Linked DNA regions of Sus scrofa: region 2 is linked to region 1. A link is a contact called in public HiChIP or PLAC-seq data. All regions are on one chromosome and are shown on one strand. The core of a region is the stretch at or near the end of the contact, and the rest is flanking DNA. Distances in the headings are between cores, read along the strand shown. Region 1 has its middle 14 kb from the start of NR3C1. Region 2 has its middle 260 kb from the start of NR3C1.

Evidence for each region. HiChIP or PLAC-seq counts read pairs in DNA pulled down with a chosen protein or histone mark.
Region 2: an H3K27ac HiChIP or PLAC-seq map of alveolar macrophages shows a contact between it and region 1. The contact joins two enhancer-like sites. A contact is called at or near these places in 4 of 47 Hi-C or Micro-C datasets (liver and skeletal muscle) and 1 of 2 datasets of contacts at active chromatin or transcription factors (alveolar macrophages).

Annotation. Positions count from the first base shown.
Region 1 is chr2:144,940,423-144,946,234 of Sscrofa11.1, forward strand. It overlaps a transcript of NR3C1 not described here. Among named protein-coding and RNA genes, the nearest start is that of NR3C1, 14 kb to the left of the region's middle. Within about 2 kb of position 3,684, at least 4 of the 83 cell types and tissues checked have an H3K27ac peak or open chromatin away from gene starts, as enhancers often do. A contact at or near this core is called in alveolar macrophages, where this site is marked.
Region 2 is chr2:145,187,600-145,193,411 of Sscrofa11.1, forward strand. No RefSeq gene overlaps it. Among named protein-coding and RNA genes, the nearest start is that of NR3C1, 260 kb to the left of the region's middle. Within about 2 kb of position 2,477, at least 7 of the 83 cell types and tissues checked have an H3K27ac peak or open chromatin away from gene starts, as enhancers often do. A contact at or near this core is called in alveolar macrophages, where this site is marked.

The DNA.
Region 1 (5,812 bases), core at 2,434-4,933:
GCGTTGCCATGAGCTATGGTGTAGGTCATAGACGTGGCTTGGATCTGGCGTGTCTGTGGCACAGGTTGGCGGTTACAGCTCAGATTTGACCCCTAGCCTGGGAATTTCCATAGGCTGCAAGTGCAGCCCTAAAAAGCAAAAAAAAAAAAAAAAATTTCAACTAGTGCACCAATGAATTGACTATTGCTTTGCAGAAGCAGTACCGCTAATTAATTGGAGCCCTTTCAGTTGATGTAGTGATGTTTACAACTTTTAGACTGATTCATAGTCTTTCCCAAAAGAAACTTGTCATGCTGGCCAGTGACTCCAGTGACCACGATGGGGTATAGAAGTTACTACGAGCCTCTGTCTGCTTATTTTGCTCCTTCGGTCTTGACAAGCTGACTGTCACACAGACATCTCCAGACCGGGCACTGGGCAGGCAGGAAGCCAGAACCAGTAATAGAAGCAGGAGGCACTCCATGAATACTTGCTGATTAATTTTAGCTCCATAGGCCTGATGGGTTTTCCATCCCTATAATTACCATCAGCAAATAGTTATTGAATGATGTCCAGCATATTTTTATTCCTCTTTCCTTGGTCCTGATATTCATTTCCTATTTTATCTCTCTATGATTTCACCACATGTGTTTCTGTTCATACGCCCAGAAGAGCCCCCTTGAACTGTTTCAGATTGCTCAATTTTATTCCACATCTATCTGTCTGTCTATCTATCATCTATCTATCTTTCTACCTACCTACCTATCCATCTATCTAAATTTAATTTTATTACAAAGAGGTTGAGTCCTCTCTGGCATTAGTGAGGGCATAAATTGTGAGGGGGGTAAAAAAAGAAGCAAAAGGTTATCAAGTGGCTATTCTGTTACCACATTCCACATATGCCTTACAAGCCGGTCTTTTTTATTAGAAATAATGCCTAATAAGGCTGTAAGTCTTGGCTGGGTCACTCTTTAGGACAAAAGGAGTGCAGTGAGAAGTGAGGGTGTGAGTTGCAAATGTGAGCAGTGGGGAAAGATTTTCCAGAGGGAAGACTGGGGGAGCCCAAGAAAAAGGACTGTTTTTGGGTGGAAGGCATTAAAAGAATGATACATGATTTTAGATATTACTTCCATCTTTAAAAACACTTTAAAATAATATAAGCTAAAATACATACTCATTTGTAAAAATCCAAACATACAGAAGGCAGAAATGCATATTTTAAAAAGTAAAAAGTCTCCTTCACTTGATCCTATTTTGTGGGAGGAACAATTTTAACAAGTTGTGTGCATTCTTCCAGACCCTTTCTGTCTATGCATGCACACGCATCTTGTTTCTTTAAAAAGTGGGATTTTACTACACATTTTTTTTCAACTTTATTTGTTAAATGTTTTTGGACATCTTTCTGTGTCAATATGTTCAGGTAATACCAGCATAGTTTTCTATTATTTGGCTATATCATAATTTATTTAACCTTCCCCTTATTGGTGAATATTTAAGTTGTTTCCAATTTTTCACACTTGCAAGCCACACTGCGATGAATATCTTTGTACCTACATCTTGATACACCAGTGTGAAAAGGAACAATTCTATTTCTGTAGTATAGAACTAGAATTGCTCAGGCGAATGGAATTCATACCAGTCGGTAAGCACCCAATGTGCCCCATTAGTGGGCTTATTTAAAAAACTGCTTGTCCATTACCAACTCATTTTCTCCTTACATCTTCCTCGAGGCATTCTCGAAAAATTCCATTAGAGCAGGAGTCACGGATGGCCATGTAGAACAGGCTACCTGAAGAGCCCTCATGTCTCGCTTACGGATCCAGTTTGACTGACTCCATCCTTACATTAACTGTATTATGAATTCAAGAGGATTGGTTTGCATATCAACTGGGAAGAGTACTGGCAAGGGATCAGTGCTTGTGCTGATCCATCTCCATCCTATGAGAGTATCTGGTATGTCTTCTTTGATGCCCAGATGGGGGCAGATATTGTTGGTGCCAGCCACGCAGGTGGTACTGGAGCCTCAATTTCCCTTTGGAAAACTATCCTCTTCCCAACTCTTCCATCTATTTATGGAGGGATTAACCCCATCCCAACTCTAGAGATGGGGCAGGCTCAGCCTTAGTTCCGAAATGGGTGTGGGTACACGGCAGGTACCAATGAGCTTTCAATCTAGGCCTTCAGGGAATATTCAGATATTTGCCCCTTTTTCAGCAGGAGTAGCTAGACTGGCAAAATGCCAGCTTGGAACAGCTGTGTTCTACCACTTAGAACCTTTATAGAAAGAAGGATCTAGATCTAGAGAGATGCCCAAATATATCATCTGCATGTCTAGATCCTCCGACTGGGCAAATTCTTTTTCTTTTCCTCCAGCCAAGCGGCGTTAGTGCTTTAACTCTTGCATCTGAAAGGGTCCTGACGTAAGAAGAAAGGTCTAAACCACAGGACACTGCTCCTTCTGGAAGAGAGAGTCAGGCTGAGGTTACTAGGCATCCAGGGTGACCCCCAAGGAGAAGCAGAAGCCGGAGAGAGAAGCCAGCTGAACACCTAAAAATAAACTTTACCTGCTTCGTGAGTTGGCTAGAGTTTCCTCCCGTTAATGATTAACTAGGTGAGACGGTCAAACTCCTTTATATAAAATACATGTCCGTAAGTGAGAACATCAGCCTTCAGTTAATTCACTCACGCTGGCTACATCTGCCTCAGATTTCCAGTTTTTAAATGAATGTAGAAATGAGTTCTTGATTTTAGGTTGTGCTTTAAAGGAAAATATAAAGCCTGGTAATCTTCCAAAAGAAATATCTTATCGAGTTTCTCTTTAGGAAAGCCTAAATTATTACTCTACCTTCCATATTGATCCAGTATTTTATTTATTTATTTATTTTCTCTCTCTCTCTCTCTCTTTTTTTTTTTTTTTTTTGTCTTTTTCTACAGCCACTAGGGGTCTAATTGGAGCTGTTGCCCCCTTGCCACCACCACAGCAACAAGGGATCTGAGCCGTGTCTGCAACCTACACCACAGCTCACGGCAAAGCCAGGTCCTTAACCCACTGAGCGAGGCGGGGATCAAACCCGCAACCTCATGGTTCCCAGTCAGATTCGTTAACCACTGAGCCACGACGGGAACTCCTGATCCAGTCTTATATTTTGTGTTTATTTTGTTTATAGCAGACTTGACAATACATTAACTTAATACAATATCTGTAAATATGACCTAGTGAAGTATATATTAAAATATTTTTATATTTTATGATATTCGTGTTTTTGAAACTCAAACTTGATAGTTGAAGGAAAACCTCCAATAATATGAAAAAACCAATCCCTCAGTTGAATTAAATCTCCAAAACTTATACCAATGTTGGCACTGTTTTGCATATGTAAGCTTTACCCTTTCATCTGTAGCAGGGGAGTAGGGCCTGGTGGCAAATGGGAATAGCATTAGCTGGATTCAGTAAACACTGATTGGGTTATTAATAGCTCCAGCGCTGTTTGAAGTAAACGGGAGACTCTACCTCTTAGGAGGGATGTGTCTTTAGGCAAGTTAGTTAACCTCTCTGAATCTTGGTTTCTTATCTGAAAAAAACAATAATAGCATTTGCTTCAAAAGGTTCTCACACAAATTAAACAAGCTGTCCTATGTAAAGGTTTAGAAGAGTCTCTGACATTCATAAGTGCGGTTATGTTACGTGATGTCGTCATTAAGCCCTGTACTCATGACTGACAGTGTAAGAAACCACTAAGTCATAACCCCGGCAGAAAGTGAGGCGAACATGCAGCCGTACACCCATCAGAAAGAACATACACACACACACACCCACACACCCACACCCCACAGAGGCATGGGCTACACTAGCTTCCTTCAGACTGAACCAGCGTTCTCCTTACATCATGGATTGTGGAATAAGACTCCTCGAGCACCTGCTGGGGATTCTGTAAAAGAAATTCAGGCACCAGCAGGAAATTTGCACGAGGTGATTTATCAGTCTCCTCAAAGCTTTGGGGTTCTGTAATTCTATAAGCACACAAGTTACAGACCGCAGTGGGATTTTATCCTTATGAAACCCAAGAGGACTGCCGATTTTTCCACCTCCAGCTGAGCATGCTCACAGAAAGAGACATTTAAAAGCAGAGAAGTCGATCACATGCTCTTTAACCAGCAGAATTCCACCGCCAAAAGAAATAAAAGCACGGAGAAATGGAATGATTTGATTGGAGTCTCACTGCTTTTCCAAGGAACTAAAATGAACATGCACGCTTTCCTAACTCCTAGCCGAGTCCTCTACACAGTAAACATAGTGATATATAATCTTCCAGTGTCAATATTTACCTTTTATGAATTTATGGCTGGCCGCGTGTCAACCTACAAATTCGTTTGTTTACCTACATCGGTGTCATCAAAACCCCTGCGCCTCACTATCGACGTTTCTATAACACGGTGGACAAAGCTCTGAGCAGGGGGACAGGGGACCGCCGCTTGGCTTTGGCTGTAGGGCTCCCTTCTTTGCATCCCCCCACCCCCAGTTACATGCTCTTGGGTAAGTTTCTTGCTCTGTTTTCAACGGTCTTTGTCTTCTCAGATCCCTGGCCTTTCACGCCTCATCTGTTTCAACCCACACAGAAGTAACTCTGTCCTTCTCCTTAACTCCAGCTACAAAGCTTTTACTCGACAGTCCATGTGAACTGGGCTCCTAGGGTGGGGCCTATAGGTGAGGCACGGAGGATGCAGATAAATAAGACAAGCCTCTGACCCTCAACTCTCCCAGTGAAGAGTCAGAAGCCCAAACAGATGGTGCGGTCACAGCACATCCAACAAGCACGCTGTGTACAGGGAGTGGCAGGAGCTTAAGGAGGTCCGAGGGTAAGGTCAGGGGTCAGGGAGCGTTCTGGGGGAGCCAGGCTGACACTGAAAGGATGAGCTGGTGTCAAGGAGGGTCAGTTATAGATACAATCCGAGCCTCCAGGAGGAGATAAAGCTCATGCTGAGAGGGAGAAACTGGCTTGGACTTGGGCAGAACGAGAAAGAACGCATTTAGCTGTGTGATCCTGACCTGGTCACCTCAGTTTTCCCAATCTATTAAATAGGCATAAGCATCGAATTCCCTCTCGGGGCGGTTGTGAGGATTCAGGGAGATTCTTTATGCTAATTTCAGCACAGAGCTTGACACTAATAACAGAGATAGTCATAGTTAATAGCAACACGAGCCATCGTATCACCAACTCACTAACACCAGGAATGTAAGGGCTCCAGTGCTTCCAAGGACTCAAACACAGTCATACCCCACTCCCTGATATATTGTGTTTATAAATGTTTTTAGGGGTAACACCCACGTAGTTGAAGCACTGTTAATTAAGAAGCACACATTTCAGGCAATGCCTTGAAGACATCATCAAGGAGCCATGAACTGACATGGTTTTCCCTAGATCAGCAGTTGTCGGCTGTCATCTTTGCCCAGGGGACATGTGGCAATGCCTGGTTATCACAGCTGGAAGGGGGACTCTCCCTGGCTCCTGGCGGGTCGAGGCCAGAGAAGCTGCTAAATACCCCACAATGCACAGGACAGGCTCCACCGCGAAGAATTATCCAGCCTAAAGTGTCAACTGTGTGAGGCTGGGCGGTCACGACCTGGAGGTTCCCCACGCACTGCTTGCTCTCAGGCCCCATCAGGAAACACAGCAAAGTGATGTTTCTAAAGATCCTCCGTTCAGCTGCAAAAGCATATCCTCCAGACCTTTTACACATGTTAACGTCTCCGGAAACCCAAGTTCTTCAGAGCCCCCGGTAGCACCATTGAAACTTTTCTTCTACCCAAATAATGGTAATTTAAAAAATTATT
Region 2 (5,812 bases), core at 1,227-3,726, 250 kb after region 1:
AACGAGATAAGCCCAGGAAATCATGGTATGCTAGTAAGCGAGGAGGCCATCAAAGACGAAGAGGGATCGTGTCAAGAGACACAGGGGCCAACCATAAGGAGCTCCCACTGTACTGACAGAGGACAACTCGAATATCAAAAACGATCATTACAAGAGACCGAACACATAACATGTAATAATATTTAAAAAACAGTGTTTCCAGGGCACCACTTTACTGCTCTGAAAACTGATGATAAGTAAAGAGAAAGAGTCAAGCATTTATCTTGCTTTTCCTGCATTTCAGGGCAATCAAATGGTGGATGAGGTGGAGTCTCTGCAGAAAAACTCCAGCTCGTAAGGTAGGGCTGGTTAAGATCATCACCATTCTACAAGGAAATGCTAAAATGTTTGTCAAACGTGGATGGGAAATTCCTTTTAATGATTTTTATTTTTTCCATTATAGCTGGTTTACAGTGTTCTGTCCATTTTCTACTGTACAGCAAAGTGACCCAGTCACACATACATGTTTACATTCTTTTTTCTCACATGATCATGCTCCATCACAAGTGACTAGATATGGTTCCCAGTGCTACACAGCAAGATCTCATTGCTTATCCACTCCAAAGGCAATAGTTTACATCTATTAACCCCAGATTCCTAGTCCATCCCACCCTCTCCCTCTTCCCCTTGGCAACCACAAGTCTGTTCTCCATGTCCATGATTTTCCTTTCTGTGGAAAGGTTCATTTGTGCTGTATACTAGATTGCAGATATAAGTGACATCGTATGGTATTTGTCTTTCTCTTTCTGACTTACTTCACTCAGTATGACAGTTTCTAGTTTCAATTGTATAAAGGAGGGACCAGGTTGAGAACATATAAACCCACTCTTTCAATCTCTAAAAGTGGGGCAAAGAAATATCATATGCCTCAGAATATAATAAGAAAATATCTTACTTTATAGCACAGGGAACTATATCTGATCTCTTTAGATGAACATGATGGAAGATAATATGAGAAAAAGAATGCATGTGTTTGTATATACACATGTATGTACATATGTATATGTATTTATATATGTATATATGCATATGTGTATTATATATGTATGTGTGTGTGTGTATATGTGGGTCACTTTGTTGTACAGCAAAAACCGACACAACATTGTACATCAACTATATTTTAATAAAAAAAGAATTAAAAAAATAAAATATACAGTATCACCTATGAAACATTTTTGCCTAAAGCATGAACTAGAATCTAAGGAAGGCTCTAAATCTAGCCATCATTTATAAGAAATATGGATGAGAGAAGAACAAGTTAAATGATACTTCAATGAAGCAATCAGACAAATTCAGAATGTGTAGCAATCTAGAGGACAGATGGCTCAATTTTTCCCACAAATATATGGTATAAAAAGAGAGGAGCTGTTATAGAAGAGACTTAAGAGGTGAAAAACCCAACACATCTTGTGGCCATGTTTTAATGCTGACTTAGACCAGTCTTATAGGTATTAGACGGTAAAAAGGAATTTGTTTATTTTGTAGGATTGATAATAGCATAGTAACTATTCGAAATATTCCTGAGCATTAGCGAATGCATACTGGAGTGTTTGCATCATTGAAGTTGACGCCATGTCCAAAATTTACCTTCAGTGCTCTAGCCCCAGTCCTTGCCCAAATCGTATGAGGCCAGATGAAACAAGATTGGCATAGTGTGGATTATCGTTGAAGCTGGGTGGCGGGTCTGTGAAAACTGTTACATCACTCTCACTTCTTTGTGTGTGCTCGACAATTTCCATAATAAAACATTTAAAAAGGACACAGTTTCAGAGAAAGATGTGCTATGGTGTCTATATTCAGCCAAGCTTCATTTACTCCTAGGGGTTTCTCACTTTGTTTTCTCTGGGACTGGATACCGTCTCATTTAATTCCCGTTTTCCTGGTTCCCCAGTTTTCCTTGCAGTCAGCACATTTCTAATTCATTTATCTCTGGTTGTCTGCACAGGGGTCCTGAGATGGGATCCTGTAAATTTAACTAGCTTCCCATGCACTTAGATAACATACAACCCTGCCTCTTATGTTCTCAGTCATCTCAGGTTGCCCATCTTAATTTATTTTTCTTCCTGAGAAGCTTTTTCAATTTGTGTTGGATTTGTGGTTGAATTTCCTGATATACGATTCTTTCTAGGAAAGAATTTCAGGCATTCTTTCGAGATACAGTTTTAACCTTTTACATTTATAACCTCAAACAAACAGATGATTAATATTTAACTTATTTCATCACAGGAGAAACAGAAGGAGCTTCTACCTTACTTTATAGAAAGCTGCCTGCTGTTCACAGAACTTAACTCCTTGTAGGCAATGCTGGCATGGAAAGAGAGCTCACTCTTTATTTGCTTAGAATTCTGTATGCCAGAGTGATCATACATAACAGTCTCCAAGGGCATATCCCCAAAGAGGCCCCAGGACATCACACACTGGACTGGTATCGGCTACAACTGAGTCATGAATCACATGTCTGTTTACAGGCTATTGAGAAGGAAGCTGTTGACGATGGACAGTTAGTCCCTGTTTGCTGAGCACGTAGTACATACTGGGTTCCTCACACACCATGCCATGAATGACAGGGAAGAGTAATAAAAGCAGTTATTATCATGACAAAGATCATTTATGGGGCATCTATGTTCCCCTTGACATATTTTCCATTTGAACAGACAAAAGCCCTGAGGTTACCACAGCTATTTTTAAGTTGAGGTTAAGCAACTCCAGTTTACTCACCAAGCCGTGAACTCTGACCCCCAAACCTCTCTGCTGCCTCCACCTGCTTTTACCATCAGTCATTTGCATATGACTTGCATACTTTTTGCCACCTCGCATGCTGCTTGTATAATTATGCATGCAATATGCTTTCAATTGACATCTTTTTTCCATAAGTACACTGACCCGAAAAGGAAATGAAATATCACTGTTGTAAACAGAAAACTAATACCATTTTCCACGAATAGAAGGTAACCATATAAATAAATGCAATGACATTTGGGCGTCTGCAGCTTGAGACTGGCTCCTCTCCGATGGAGCAGACTCTCTCCCTCCTCTGCTTACCCCCCATGGACCTCACCACCTAAATCATCTTCTGCCCATTGGCACTGAGGGTACCAAACTCTAGGCAATGACGTGTGTGGCTTCAAACAGGTGAAGATATTCTGGATCATGGATCTCGGTTATAAAATGGAGCTAGAGTATAACCTCAATTATGTGCTGGCAAACACACCACTGACATTAAGCTTGAAAGCCTGAAAGAAAAGCTTAGTTCAAACAACTAGGTCAGAAAACAGACATGTAGAAAGAAACAGTGACTAAATGGGAAATCGCATTTCTTCAGAATTGTATTTCTTCAAATAAATTTTGACCATGTTCAGTTAGTTTCCCAGTGAGAGGGTATTTTACACATAGCTATGCATAACATGCAATATGTATGTATATTTGCAGGCATACACACACACACACACATATATAATGTGTATGTATATTTGTGGCCATACACATATGTATGTTTATACATATATACCTAAACCCTCACATGTACATCAGTCTATGTATCATTCCATTTATACTGGAAGGCTTATGCTGTGTATGGGCCCAACCTAAAACAACCTTGTAAATGACACTTGTGTATAGGCTACAGTCCTGATTTATGCACAAGAAAATAAATCAGGCAGAATGTCAATCATGGCCATTATCTGGCTGAATACTATACATTTATGAATTGGCATGAAGCTACCTCCTGACAGTTTTGGGTTGGCACGTGTATTGACAGATTCAAGGGGTAAGATACCATTCTAAAAACTTTGGTCTAAGACCACAAAGCTCTGCAGGCTGGAGTCGAAGGTCTTCAGATATTAAAAAAAAAAAAAAAGTTAAAAAGCCTCTCATTGGTGAGAAAAATTTCTTACTGGAAGGCAAAACAATTTGGTAGAAATAAAAGTGACTGTGGAGCCAGCTAGGCCTGCTGTGGGATCCCCACTTTCTACACGCTCTGAGACCACGGCTATGCCTTCACTTCCTTCTTCTCTAAGGGAGGAGAGTAGCTCCTCCATCAGAGGACTTGTATAAGATTAAACAAGAAAACATTTGCCAATTATTAAGCCCACGGCTCAGCCCATTCTATCATTCACTTGTTTACTCACTAGACAAACACTGTGTGCCATTACTGGCCGGAACCTGTGCCAGGTGGAGACACAGCAGCCCAGGAGACAGCCACAGTGCTCCAGCAGATAAGTCAGATTAGGGAGATGATGGATGTGCTACACAAGCGATTGGTCAATAAATCAAAAGACAGAGACAGTAAGTGGTGGGTGGTGTTGTCAACAAAGTTCGCTCTGAAGAGGTGGCATTTAATCTGAGACCTGACAGGTGAGACTGAGCCATCCATGGAGAAACCTGGGTGGTACCTGAGGGGGGCGGGAGGGGCGGTGGGAAGACAGGAGGCCACTACTGCAGTCTGGGTGGCAGGTCATTGGTGATTTGAGTGAGGGCAGCCTCAGAAAAGATGTCTCTGCATCTTGTAATAAAGATGCATTCTCTTCTCCCAGCATTGCTTCAAAAGGAACATTACATCATTGAATAATTTCCACTAAGCTGAAATTCCAAGCAAGAAAGCAACAATGCTTCTTACATGTAATACAGACGCTGAAGATCTCAGAGCCTCATGGCCTTCCTTTCCATGAATTATTTTTCTTCCGAACTAGGCCTTGAGATGAGATATGTTACTATGACAAATGGCTCTGCTTTAGATTTGATCACTGCTTTCATTTAGTATTGCCTGTCCAGGCAATACTACCAATTTATTCTTGGTAATAAAACTTCTCAGAGATAATATATATAAATAAAGAAGGAAGGTTGTCTTTTTCTCCCTTATAGATCCTCACTCAGCTGACTCACGGGCAGACAAACGTCATCATAGAAATGAATTGTTTTTGTGTTGTGGTCCCTCTGTAATAGGTATGGGCGAGTCTTGAGTGGCTTGCTGGGACAGCCACAAAAACCATAAGTGAAAGGCACGAGACGAGAGTGTTGCACAGAGAAAAACAACTCTCAGTTTGCGTCCTTTCTTGCAGCTGTTACTACTGGCTTCATCAGCAGGAGAGGCAGTCAGCACCCAACCCTCGGCCTGTTTCCCAGCAGCTGGCCCAGGACAATGTCCTCCCTGGAGGAGCTCTATCGGGTCCCATGCACGTGAAAGCACAGACAGCCTACACGCCTTCCTTCTGCTCTCCTGCTCTGGCACTTCCTGCTTGGAGACCCCTCCTCTCCTCGTGGTCTTTCTCTGGCTTTGGGGTGAGGCTCTCCCACACTGGGGGAGCCTCTGCGTGTCTTGGATGGTTACTGAATCCAAGGAACCTGGCTATCAGTGATGAATGAACAACATCTTTCCATGTGCAGGTATGAGTGGGTAAGGATTTCTTGCTATTTAAAAATCCCAATTGCCTTGGAATGGATTCCGAAGCAACACTGGAGGGAAACCCCCCAAACGGCCTGAAATCGCTCAACCCTGGCCCTCCCTACCTCCCCCTCTCCTTGGGTATGTTTATGTAGCCTTGTGTGTAAGTGCATTTGTGCACACCTCAGCATGGCTTTGCTCACTTCTGCAGATGATGGGAGCATCAAGAGATGAGCAAATAAACAGTCAGCTACTTGCTAAGGCCCTTCTATGGGTAAAACTAATTTGAGGTGTTCCTACTTAAAAAAAAAAAAATAAAGATTCAACCTCCGATGCATATACTAGAGAAAACGTCAGCAGCGTAGTGTGGTGGGAACAGCATGGGCTCTGGAG